Regions from separate parts of the Zea mays genome. Here all the other regions are linked to region 2. Evidence: chromatin contacts called from public Hi-C data. All regions are on one chromosome and are shown on one strand. Each heading gives the region's core, a stretch centred on a gene start, on an enhancer-like site or on the middle of the called end of the contact. The rest is flanking DNA. Distances are from core to core; before and after follow the strand shown. Region 1 holds the start of LOC100501140 (AUGMIN subunit 5). Region 2 holds the start of LOC100281122. Region 3 holds the start of LOC100284042.

The links. A called contact is a pair of places that touch in the nucleus more often than the background predicts.
Region 1: a Hi-C map of endosperm shows a contact between it and region 2, with 2.8 times the contacts expected there. The contact joins the promoter of LOC100501140 here to the promoter of LOC100281122 in region 2. A contact is called at or near these places in 3 of 25 Hi-C or Micro-C datasets (ear, endosperm and tassel).
Region 3: a Hi-C map of ear shows a contact between it and region 2, with 2.2 times the contacts expected there. The contact joins the promoter of LOC100284042 here to the promoter of LOC100281122 in region 2. A contact is called at or near these places in 4 of 25 Hi-C or Micro-C datasets (ear, endosperm, leaf and 1 more).

Annotation. Positions count from the first base shown.
Region 1 is chr2:183,591,290-183,595,653 of Zm-B73-REFERENCE-NAM-5.0, reverse strand. LOC100501140 (AUGMIN subunit 5) reads left to right here and starts at 2,335. Exons shown (of 10, transcript NM_001195943.1): 1 at 2,335-2,914; 2 at 3,732-4,277. The coding sequence starts at 2,463.
Region 2 is chr2:183,376,703-183,381,098 of Zm-B73-REFERENCE-NAM-5.0, reverse strand. LOC100281122 reads left to right here and starts at 2,493. Exons shown (of 1, transcript NM_001154041.2): 1 at 2,493-4,362. The coding sequence starts at 2,626. The coding sequence ends at 4,227.
Region 3 is chr2:183,511,824-183,516,011 of Zm-B73-REFERENCE-NAM-5.0, reverse strand. It overlaps LOC100284042, which reads right to left and starts at 2,556. Exons shown (of 5, transcript NM_001156940.2): 1 at 2,117-2,556; 2 at 1,674-2,016; 3 at 1,480-1,548. The coding sequence starts at 2,189.

The sequences.
Region 1 (4,364 bases), core at 1,086-3,585, 210 kb before region 2:
TGTTTGCAAGACTAATGGTCAAACATCGTATAACCACAAAGTTAGAATACTATATTAATATATTAAATAAATTAATCTAATAGACATAGATTAACCCAATTAACATAGGATAAATAAATATCTAATTATAAAAGTATGAAACATGGTATAATCAATGTTGTTACTGCGTAGTAAATATTCATACGAGACTAACACAACTGGAATGATTCAATTTGGAATTAAAATGGGGAAGTTACGAATTTCCAAAGTTTCTATGTATTTGATATATGATTAATTAGGAAATCAATTTTATTGTTGTTTTCATGACAAAACAGAGGTATTATAGAAATTGGAATGAACTCATTTGGATTTAATATGAAATTTCCATGAATTAAATGGGTTTCTGCAATTATTTTTAAACTAAAAATCAATTTCTAAACTCGTTTTCCCTATTTTCTTTATTTTCCTGGACTGCGTCCCAAATTCCAGAAAGATCAGGGGCCAAGCTATAAATGTTTTTCTAGACTCAGTTAGCATACAGAGTGGACGGTGGGTTAAACACAAAAGACGTTTTAGTTGAAGTTGTACACAATTCAACATGAGTCATGTTGGTAGAGGGTGGAAGGCTATGCATTCTACTTAATAGATCCAAGGTTCGATCCCTAGGCAGCCACAGTTTGATTTTTTTTCTGCGCGCGGAAAACTGGTGTGCGGGATTGGACGGCTGAGATTGTAGAAAGGTAGAATGGACGGCTGAGATCGCAAAATGGCAGAACACAAAAAGGCAGACTACTATTGCTAACTTATAAGTAGTAGAGATTAAAATTTAGTCCATATCATATCGGATGTTTGAATGCCGGTCATAAATATTAAATATTATGTAATTATAAATCTAATTACACAAATGATGACTAAATGATAAGATAAATTTATTAAACCTAACTAGTTTATGATTTGATCATATAATGCTACAGTAAACATTTGCTAACCGTGTATTAATTAGGCTTAATAAATTTATCTCATTGTTTAGTCTCCACCTATGTAATTAATTTTATAATTAGACTATTTAATACTCGTAATAACTTTTCAAACATGTCATGTGATACGTACTAAGGCCCTATTTGGAATGTTATTTCCTATGTTTTTCCTAAAAAATAAATAATTCCTGTATGATTTCTTTAGAATTTCTACATTTCAAAGGGGCCTAAACTTTAGTCCCCAGAACCAAACACCCTTTAACAATAATCTTGGAAAGAAGAGGGTAGATTTTGCCGATGGTGTGTATCACTAGAGAGTTAGGTATACTTAGAGGTGCCAATGCAGACCCGATACCCGTTAATCCATGTATAATTCCTCTATTAAGCTTAGAGTATGTGAAGATTTTAATCCCCATGGATATAAATTTAGGAGAAATTATTCACATATTGGATATGGTGGGTATGAGTATGGAAAAGCATAATCCAAACCAGATACGTATGGGTAAAATTTACGCAGTAAAATCACTGTGCAGCCCAATATACCATATGCCCAACAACTAATCCTACATCTCACAACTCTTTTAAGCACCCATCCACACAACCTAAACGATCAGCCACCAGCTGTCCTGCCCACCAGTCCACGTGTTACTTTTTTTATTGTTTTGAATGATTATAATGTTTTTTCTTAGATTTATTTGTGATGTATTGTTATTGGATGTAGTGTGTCCGTTAATGTCATATAAAATAATGTGATAATGTTTCTTTTGTCGAGGATAGAGACCCATTGAAGAGCCGACACCCGTAGAAAAATCTTCTAGATGCCATTGGATTTTATATTCGTCACTTATGTGTCATTGAATAATATTTAGGAGATATTTTTTTTATGTATGACATGTGGATCTAGTGACACATAATACCCTGTTTGGATGTAGATATTTAATAATGAAATTGGGAATTGGAATCATGAATTCTGAATTCCTGTTTTTGGCTTACTAAAGAATTCAGAGCTGAAATTAAAGCTCAATTCTTTGGAATTGTACTTGAACTAAAAAGTGTCTAATTCAGAGCCAAAACTCTAGGTATTGGATGGAATGGTAAGTCATATACATTCAAACAAAAATGATTTGAAACTCACTTCCAATACTAACAGATTTGATATTTGATCTAATTTAATTTTAATATCTTCAATATATCCAAATGAAAATGGATTAGTATAATTTCTGAATTGTCTAGAAAATAAAGAGAGGTGCCATGGTCCACTGACACACGGCAGCGACACTGACACTCACACAGGGCTCTCACCCGCAACGGCCGTCCTCGACCTCGACTGGCAAACAGCCGGCCAGCGCCGTTCAAGCGGACAGATCCAACGCAAACCCACAAGAAAGTTTCAAAAAAACATTCGCACTCCCTCCCTCTACCGCCACTAGCCACCCTCCCCTACCCCAATCCCCTCTCCCCAGATCGAGCGCCGCGTGGCTAGGGTTTGCGCGACCGCCGGCAGCGATGCCCGCGTCCTCCGTCTCGGGGGGTAGCGGCCCCGGAGGCGTCTCCCCGGATGCCATCATCGAGTGGCTGCAGGACGAGATGGGGTACCCCTCGGCCCCTCCTGCACCGGATCAGCTCCGCAAGATCTGCCGGGGCAACATGATCCCCGTCTGGTCCTTCCTGCTCCGCCGCGTCCGCTCCGAGCGAACCGTCGCCACCGCGCGCCGCAATATCCTCGTCCACGGCGTCGCGGCCCGGCGGGCGCGGGAGGGCGGAGCGATGGGGGCGGGCGCGGGTGACGCTGCGGCCAGGGAGGCCGAGGCGAGGGAGCGGGACCTCGCCGCTGAGGAGGCCGAGCGGTTGCGTGGGATCGTGAGGAGGCAGCGCAAGGAGCTTCGCGCGCGCATCGCGGAGGTCGCCAGGGAGGAGGCGGAGCGCAAGCGCGTCCTCGGTGAGCGCTCCAATGCCAGGTACCTGAAACTATAGCAGAATTGTGGGGTTCTTCTAGGCGATTTAATTGTTGCTACATCCTTGTATTCAGTTTTGGGGCTTACAAAATCTTCTCAGAAATGGCACAAAAGATGTAGGTGCTCCTGGCTGTAACTATTCCACTAATAAAAATAATGGTGCACGTTGTATTGATATGATTGCTTGGAAGCTGACATCATTGTTAATCCTAGTTTGATAGGAATATACTTTGCTGTGAACGGACTATACTTTTGTGTGAACAAAGGGGTTTTCAGATATATGAAATCCAGAAGATGGCACATAGTAAAACGCCATCTATACAATCTACTCAGTTTGATGTTCCTTCATTAGTAAAAAAACAAATACTATCTTTATATTCCTATTCCTATCAATTGTCTACATCTGGAATCAGTGTTTGTGCATATACCAACATCTGATGACAATCCCTTTGAAAGTTTTTAAGTGCTAATAAATTCATATTTCTATGTGTTTGTTGGCTTGTTGCATTAATAAGCCATGAAATTCTTAGTAGTAAGCCTGCTGACATATGAGAAGTCATACCCAACTCCTAGCATGTTAAAAGGCCGTTGAGCTCACACACAGAGGCAGTCGGCGTCAATGTTGGTGGTATAGTTGTTTTATGGTCAGCATTAACATGATCTATTTGAAAACAATAAGTGATACTGATACTGCATTTGTGTTTCTCCCGCCATCCTTTGCAATTTCACTTATTTCTTTATATAAATTGTGCCAAGTGGTGATGGTGTGCTTGTAGCAGATCTACAACAATTGACATTTTTTTTAAAAAATTAAAAATAGGCACAAGCAAGTTATGCTCCAAGCATATGAACAGCAATGCGATGAAGCGCACAAAATATTTGCTGAATACCAGCGCCGGCTACATCAGTTCGTTAACCAAGCAAGGGACGTGCGAAGATCAAGTATAGGCGTGGCTGGAGCTACAGGTGCTCTTGTGGATATGCAATTGCAGAGTGATAGAGATGATCTTTACCCATCGACTATCAAAAGCAATAGATTGCCAGAGGATCTTTTAGAAACTGCAGGTGAAAGGAGCATTCGGAAGGCATGTGAAACTCTTGCTGCGGATATGATTGAAACAATTCGAAGTTCATTCCCGGCATTTGAAGGGTGTGGCATTAATTCAAGTTGCCAATTAGATGCAGAAAAGCTGGGTATTGACTTGGTTGGTGAAATACCAACATATGTTAAACTTGTTGCATTGGATTCCCTAAAGAATCCATTCATGCTTCTGCAGTCAATCATTACCTACACATCACGCATGAAAACACTTATACATAGAGAAACTGACAAGATTGACATACGCGCTGATGCAGAACTACTGAGGTATTACATGCCTTGTCTTCAATTTTCTTATCACTGTATCTCATACATTAAGAAGAGTTCTGTGTATTTTTGGTTTTTGTCACACAT
Region 2 (4,396 bases), core at 1,244-3,743:
TGTGCGTGATGTGTGCCGCGCTATATGCTGGTTGCTGCCTGTCATTTGTCAATACATACATATACATGCAGACAGACAGGAGACAGCTTATTATTTGTTTCACACTGCTCATACATACGCTAGTGCTGTGCATTGGCCTTTATGAATGAGTATGGCCGCGCGCGTTTATTATTGTGAGAGTGTAAGCACTATAATAATAAGGCGCGCATGATTAAAGCGTTGCAGCTAGATCGACAGAGCCCAGGAAGACAAAGAGGCAGCAGCTATAGCAGGCCGTACGTATTCTGTGGCCGTGGAGTTGGGAGGAGAGAGAAGCATCTTATTTGCAGACAAGTTAGTCGCACTACTGCATGCATACCATAGGTAGTGCCGAGAAGATTCCCGTGTAATGTTAGATTCTTGTTTTTCTCTAGAGCTAGCCTAGCTGAGGTGACAACGAACGATAACGTACGTGTATTAATTTTAATAGATGCTTGTAGGAGGACTGTCGAGTAAAACTGCATTTACACAGGCAGCTGGTGTGTATCATTCACATTCATCAGCGTGCGTGCATTCGTCAGTCAGGGCCTGCCGCGCGCATCGATCGATCTGATATCTGCCATCAGGGTTTCGACACATGCCATAACTAACAAGCTAGCCATCATGATGGATCATCAGTTCTAGTTGATCGGCGGCGAGCTTGAGTAGAGTACCGTAGTGGAGCACCAGAGCCCGTCGCAGCTGCAGCTCCAGCTCCATGGGATCTCTGATGGATCCTCTTCACCTGCATGCAGTTACCTTTGAGCGGCAAGGAGTTACTAGCTAATAAGCAATCATGCATGCATGGGAATCTCTGCTCAACGACGATGCCACATATATGCCATTGGTTGCATTGCATCCCACTCCCACTGTTGCGAGCTTTTCATGATGACATGCATCAGTTGGTGCTTTGCGTTAGCGCCAAGGACGTCGTCGGGTGCTGGGTCACGGGCCTCATATGGCTGGCTCCACGCGCCTAGCGGAATAGATCGAAAGTCACGTGTTAGTGTTGACGAGTAGAATTGCCCAAACCGGCCGGGCTCTCCTTCTTCAGCGCCGGCAACACACTTTGACGGGATTAAAATACAGCATATGGGTTGCCGTTTACTTTAGGAGCAGAGCGGCTGAGGGAGTATAATAATACCATACAATGCTACCCACTGGAAGAGACAAGAGCTAGCGGGGGGAGGATACGTAGAGACGAGAGCCAGCTTTTTTTGGCCTCGCCGCTTGTTGGGCCCTTTCCGAGCGGCGAGCTGAAGCGAGATTAGAACAGTGAAGTCTGGAACGAAAGCGATGAGACGGCGACGCACGGAGCAGTACGTTTTTACCCACGCCGCGCGCTAGAGGCCCGCCATGCCCGTCCAGCTCACTCGGACCCGTGCCTCCAGTACACTACACTGTGGAGACGAGACGACAGACGGGGCGGCGACGAGGAGACGGACGGGTTGCCCCGGAGGACGTACGAAGCTTCGTTGGACTTGGACCACCAGCTGGACGACGCCCGGCGGGCCCCAAACTGGCAGACGGTGCTGTGGGAATTCCGTGAACCATTCGCGGCTGCTTGCGCTCGGCTTGGCCCAGTGTCAACTCTGCGCTGGATTGTTTGGAGGGAGGGAGGGAGGGAGAATAGTACGTGCCTGTTTGTCGACCACGGTTTTCATCGGGATTCGGGAGGAAGAGAACGGTTGGGTCCCGAGGAAAAAAAACACCGGTTGTTGTTGTTGCAACGCCAATGAGCAAATCCGCTGCCTTTTTTCCCCTCTCTGTCTCTCCGCGAAAGCGAGCTTTGGTGGGCAGCAAGCGGCTCATGAACGGCGTACAGTACAAGCGCGTGCAATGCAGTTCACCCGTCAGCATGCCATGATCCATCAGCTTGTTGCTGCAGCTAGTTTGCACTTGACTTTGGTCTTGGCTCTCAGTTATCCGCACGCGTCGTCCGCCCTGCGAATTATCGGGGTTGTTTTTGTTGACGGCGAGTCCAGGTCCAGGTCCAGACTTGCAGAGCAAGCTGGCGAAAACAAAACAAAAAAAATCTTCGGATGACAGGGAGGCCACCACCGCCCCTGGTCTGGATCTTTTGGTCTGCAGCACCTGTTTGCTGGCCGCCCGGAGGGAGCGGTGTTTTCTTCCGCATTTCCGGCCGGCTAAAAAGCGCTCATTTATTTATTTATTACGAGACGACGATGGTGGTTGGTTGCCGAGTGAAACGAACAGTGCTGTTTGCTGTTGCTCCACCACAGGCGACGCGAGACCGAGCCAAAAAAAAAAAAACAGAGAGAGAAACCCCAGCGAAACGAGCCCAAACGGGCGCTCCAGCAGCCCACATACTTCCGGAGCCCGAGGGAGAGCGACCGACCGGTCCCTTCCAGGCTAAGGTTTCCCCTTTCCCTCCTCCGTCGCCTTCTCTCTCCAGTCCCAAGCTACAGAACGGAACGAAGTAGCACCCCCAAGCCCCAAAAGCAGCGGACACACAACCAGAAAAACATGCCCGAGGCTGTAGCAAAAGCACACATCGTCCCTCCACCGCCTTCCCCAAGCTAGCTAATCTACCAGAGACTACCAGCGTATACCCCCCACCCCCCCCTCGCGGCAGTTCGCCGCTCCATGGGTGCGGCGCGTCCGCGGCGCTGGAAGCTCCCGTTCCACCGCACCACCAGCGCGCCGTGCTCGCCCTCGTCCAGGTCGTCGGCGCCGCCACCGGGCCCCGCCTCGCCCGCGCGCTCCGAGGCTTGGGTGGCCCAGCCGGTGCCCGAGGCGTTCCTGTGCCCGATCTCCGGCGCGCTCATGGCCGACCCCGTCATACTGCCGTCGGGGAACACCTACGAGCGGGCCTGCCTCCAGGCCTGCGCTGAGCTCGCGTTCCTGCCTCCGGGCGCCGAGGCCGGGGGCCTCCGCACCGTCATCCCTAACGCCGCGCTCAAGGCGGCCATCGGCACCTGGTGCGCGCGCTCTGGACGGGCGGGGCCGCCGCCGCCGCCGCTCTCTGCCGAGGCGGCGAGGCAGGCCGTGCTGCGCGCTATGCCTCCGGCGGCCGCCAGGACCACTGCCAGGCGCGTGGCGGCGGTGATGGCCGCGAGCACATCCAACTCGTCCACGTCGTCGTACGGGTCGGCCTCGGAGATCACCGCGGCGGAGGACGAGGCGGAGGCGGAGGCGCCGGCTGACCCGCTGGAGGACGACGTGGTGGGCAAGGTGATGCGCGCGGACGACGGCAGCGGCGGCGTGGTGGCCGCGGCGATGGGCGCGCTCCGTGAGGCGACGCGGGAGGGCGCGGAGCGGCGGCTGGCGCTGTGCACGCCGCGCCTCCTCGGCGCGCTGCGCCGCGTGCTGCTGCTCCCGCGCCACGCCGCCGCCCGGGTGGACGCGGCGGCCGCCCTGGTCAACCTGTCCCTGGAGCCCGGCAACAAGGTGCGCATCGTGCGCGCGGGGGCGGTGCCGGCGCTCGTCGAGGTGCTGCGGTCGGCCGCGTCGGCGCCCGAGGCGCGGGAGCACGCGGCGGGGGCGCTCTTCGGGCTTGCCATCCACGAGGACAACCGCGCCGCCATTGGCGTGCTGGGCGCGGTGCCGCCGCTCCTGGACCTGCTGGCGTCCCGCGCCCACCCGCCCCGCGCGCGCCGCGACGCCGGGATGGCGCTCTACCACCTCACCCTCGCCGCCGTCAACCAGTCCAAGGTCGCGCGCTTCCCCGGCGCGCCCAAGGCGCTGCTCGCCGTGGCCTCGGGCGCCGCCGACCCGGGCCCCGTCCGGAGGCTTGCGCTCATGGTGGCCTGCAACGTGGCAGCCTGCGCCGAGGGCCGCAACGCGCTCATGGACGCGGGAGCCGTGGCGTCCGTCTCCGCCATCCTCCTCTCCGACGGCGGCGCAGCGGCGGCGGCGGCGGGCCTGGAGGAGTGGTGCGTGTCGGCGATGTACGCGATGAGCCGTGGCAGCCTCCGGTTCCGCGGCCTGGCGCGCGCGGCCGGCGCGGACCGGGCGCTCCGGCGCGTGGTGGCCGACGAGGGCGGCGGCGTCCGGCGCGAGATGGCTCGGAAGACCCTCCGCGCCATGCGGGGCGACCTCGACAACGACGACGGCGGCACCGAGTATAACAACGACCTGACCGGCAGCAGCGCCGAGTGCGAGGACTGCGGCGGGAGCATCGTGTCGGACGGGCTCATGTCGTTCAGGCGCCGGCAGCGCGAGCTCGGCAACACCGCCGAGTTCTGAGCCCTTCTCCGGCGACCGATCCACGTCCATTGTGATGAATGTTTTGTACTATGTAAATTGCTTGGTTTAGGTGTTAGACATTTGTGCCGTGTCCGTGTGTGAGGAGCTGATGAAAAAAACGTCCATGGTTTTTGGAAGGAACGGTGGCAGATGCACCCTCGTGTCTCAT
Region 3 (4,188 bases), core at 1,307-3,806, 130 kb before region 2:
GTCGGCGACCGCGCCCACGGACTGGAGGAGGTCGGCGCGGGCACGGAGCGCCTGGATGTAGGCAGGGTCCAGAGCCAGCGAGCGGTTGCAGTCCGCGATGGCGTCGGCCGGACGGCTACCGGCCTGGAACGCGGCGGCGAACGGGTGCGGCAGCACGCCGCGCCGCGCCTCCAGGATCTTGGTGAAATGGCGCACGGCCTCGGCAGGGAGGCCGGCGTCCAGCGCCGCCATGGCAGCCGCGCGGCGCCGGAGCAGGAGCTTCACGTGCGCCAGGAGCTGAGACACGGCCTCCGACTTGGATGTTTTGCCGGACGGGACGGAGGGAGCCGCGGCAGCGGTGGCGGACGACGACGAGAAGCTGTCGCTCCTGCACGGCCGTCGGCTCGGACGTCCACACGTCGAGCGCCGCCGCCGCTCCTGCACGGTCGTGGAGAACTCTCGCGCTCTGGAGATTTTGCGCTCGTGGATCCGTTGCAAGAAACGAACTGTCGTAACAATAAGGATTACTGGGCTAAAACCGACTCAGATACTACAATTCCGAAGTTCAACGGATTATAATACTACAATTCCAATTGCTCTGTTCGGGATACTAATTTTCAGAAGCCCGGTGTTGGCGATATCACGGTTCCAAATAACTCCTCCATGATGTCCAAATGTTCTCTTAAGCAATCATATTCTTTTTTTTAGGCAATAGCAATCATATTCATGTAGATGAAACATCTTAAAAGCTGCTTTGTATATAGAAAAAGAATGAAATGTCAGATCATGCAAATCCTAGAAACAATGGTTTGCACCATCTGTTTTAAATTCTAATCCAATTCTATATTAATTTCATAGTATTCCAGGGGAATTGCATGTACCACAATCAGGTCCATATAACTAGATAGCTGCTTGTCAAGCAAGAAAAGCCAATGTGCAACAGGTATACTAAAACAGACAAATGCTACAAAAAATTGCAGAAAACCAGTCCTTTCTTTGATGATATGTGTTTAAATAGCCCTTGAAAATATATATATATATATATATATATATATATATATATATATATATATATAAAGACTGTGTAAGCAATACTAGTCAGTATTGAATACCATATATATCTTGTATAAGGACCAAGCAAACACAGGAGCATAAGGCTCAAGAAACCTCATGCTCATCCATCAATGTTTAGTCTTAATCCTGACCAAAGTAGATACTCCAGATGTTTAATGCTTTGCCCCTCAGTCACAAGGAAACTAAATAAACGCAAGATAAACTAGTTAGTTCATTCCGCATGACAAAGTAGACATAGAGCCAGAGAGCAGAAAAATACAACATCTCCACAAAAGGCGGAACATATAACCACCACATATGCACCATTTCAAGACATGCATTGTTGAGAGAGGGGGATGTGGAGCTATTTCACAGTGATTTACAAAATATATCCCTTTCAAAGCATGCATTATTGGGAGAAAATGTGAAATTTTTACAGGATTTTACCAGTCCTTGCAGCCTTCACACTGCACCATGAGGTCGTCTGGGTTGTACGGCATCTCACACTTGCAATACCTTCACATACAAACGATGCCATAAGACAAGCAATCCCACATTACATCAGAAGCAAAGAGACAATACGAACTAATGAGCACCACATGACAAAAAGAAAAGGCTAAAGAAAAGGAAGAGCTCGTTACACGGCGACACGGTCGGGGGTGAATGCACCGGTGGCGGCCTTGTAGTCAAATCGGCAGTAGAAGTCCTCCGGGCCGACGTTGTCGAGCTTGGTGTAGCTCTTGAAGGAGTGAACGATGCACTTGCCCTCAATGGTGTGCGCGCTCTGCGTGTCCAAGTGGTCGGAGAGGAAGAGCTCCTTGGAGCCGTGGAACGGGCGGCGGCCGCCCTTGGCCTCCTCCGGGCGGTAGTACCAGCGCACCCTCACCCGCACGCCGCCGCGCCCGTCCGACTCCATCCGCTCCACCCGCGCCACGTACGGCGGCTTGTCCGTGTCCGCCGGCCGCATCAGCACGCAGTCCCCCACTTCACGGTTCACGCACAGCAGCCAGAGCCGTCAAAGCTCAAACCTTAGACCAGAGCACGCGACGGCGTCGACCAAGAGCACGGCCGGGCAAGGGCTTACCTCGGACCACCTTGTTGGTGCCCTTGATGGTGTAGGCGTCGACGTCCCGCTTCCCTTGCTTTGTCTTCGCCATGGCGTAGAGGCTGGATTGCGAGCGAACCCTAGCAGTGCGAGTGTGCAGCAAGAGGGGGGGCTGGGGGATGGCCGCGGTTGTCCGTTCCGACGGAGCAGCTGCAGGGAGACTGAGGGAGGGGGCTAGGGGTAATTTGGTAGTTTCTACGCGATTAGAGTGACGGGGCGTTTGAATCCAAGTGGCGAGCGGCTGCTCTCTGCCGTCCGATGGAGGCTGCTGCTGGTTTGGACGGCGAACTTGATGGCTTCGCTTTGCCTTGCCGTTGACACCACAGAGGGCTAGAATGTTCGGTGCCTCCTGCGTGGGCTGTGAGAGCGAACCCATGAAGATACTTTTTTAATCTCTTGGTCGTTATCTTCGAGAATTTGATTGATGGGTGTTGGGTGGCATCCTTTTTCTGCGCCGAAATGTCGGTGAATAGTTTTGGCTGCTCGCGGCAGCTTTTAAGCTGCGGCGACTGCAGCAGGTTGCCGTATTCTCTTCCAATACTCTAAAATTTAAGGTTTATTCGAAAATAACTGTCATTTTAATTTTATCTCTTAACAAAACATAGAGATGCATTCATAGTCGAGATTGTCAAAATAAAAATATCCCCTCCATCCTAAAACAAGTATTCATCTTGTATTTCGAGGAATTAAAGAAATTTAACTTTAACCAAGTATAGATAAAAAAATACTAATACTTGTGGTATTAGATTACTCGCATCATATATTTTTATAGTACATTCTATTTTTATAACATTCCTAATCCTTTCTTTACGTCAAGCATTTCACTTGAGCAAGTATATTCAAGTATTTACTTTACTAGATTTTTCAATGCTAGTATAATATTGGAACTTGGGGTGCAAATCTTTGGTCAATAGATAAAATACACTTCTAGGCGCAAGGGGTAAAGTTGGGCTTGTTATTAGTTTTAATTTGTTATTAGTTTTAATTTGTGTAATTGTTGGGACAAAGGCGAACACGCCACCCTTCGCTCGACGACTTCGTCCCTGCCTTGCGCAGGCGAAGGCTGGATCCACAAAAACCCGCTAGGACAGGCCAAGGGCGCTACCGGATGAAGGCCGGTTCGACCCCCTTCGCTCTCACGTGACAAGACGAAGGCCCCGTCGAAGTCTACGGGACCTCCCACTCCCTCGCCACAGAGAGAGGCCTATGTGCGGTTCGGCCCACAGAGTTGGGCCCCGCATGGGCATGTGCGATTAGGGTCGTGTCTGTAATAAAGTTTATCGTAATGACTGTCTGTAACCTCCTCTCGTGGGAATATTTCGGGGATAAACCAGGTACTCGAGGGTCTAAAATGTCTTTGACAGGGACAAGTGGCCCCTCGAGTACCTATAAATACCCCTGTATTGTGCCCATGTACAGGGAGATGAACAAGGTTTTTGACATCTGTGTTAAGCTTTGCAAACTCTCTCCCTAAATTCCCGTTGGATCAACCTGTCGTGAAGGGCAGGTTCCAACAACAATAAAATTAAAAACGCAATTCACTCTCCCTCTCGGGCATCTTTGATCTATTTAGTTTGGATCTCAAAGGGGGAGTGAGAAGTCCCGTAGTTTGGGAATTGTAGAGACTCGCATTGGATCATGTCATTGTCAAGTGGGTTAGTAGAATTTATGGACCCAAATTTCCCTACCCATGTTAGGTAACTAGACTTAGTATCTTGCAAAGTTAGTTGGCATATAATTCCTTTCATTCCTATATTTGCATGTGCACGTTAAAATTATTGTTTACCATACACATGGTTGACCCTATTGAGGGGCAAGGGAGCAGTCGCCCTAGCCCCCGAAGATATTGGCCCCAGCCCCAAGTATCAAGTATGCACTAAGTATATCACATACCATATAACTTAGGTTGAGAAACAAATCGGTGTAGATCTAAGAAATAAATCGATGTCATCGTGCCATCGTTGGTCAATGTCCTAATTCCGCGTCGTCATGTGTTGTAGTGTTCACCATCATGAGCGTGTTCATCAAGAGACTCAACCAATTCATCCATC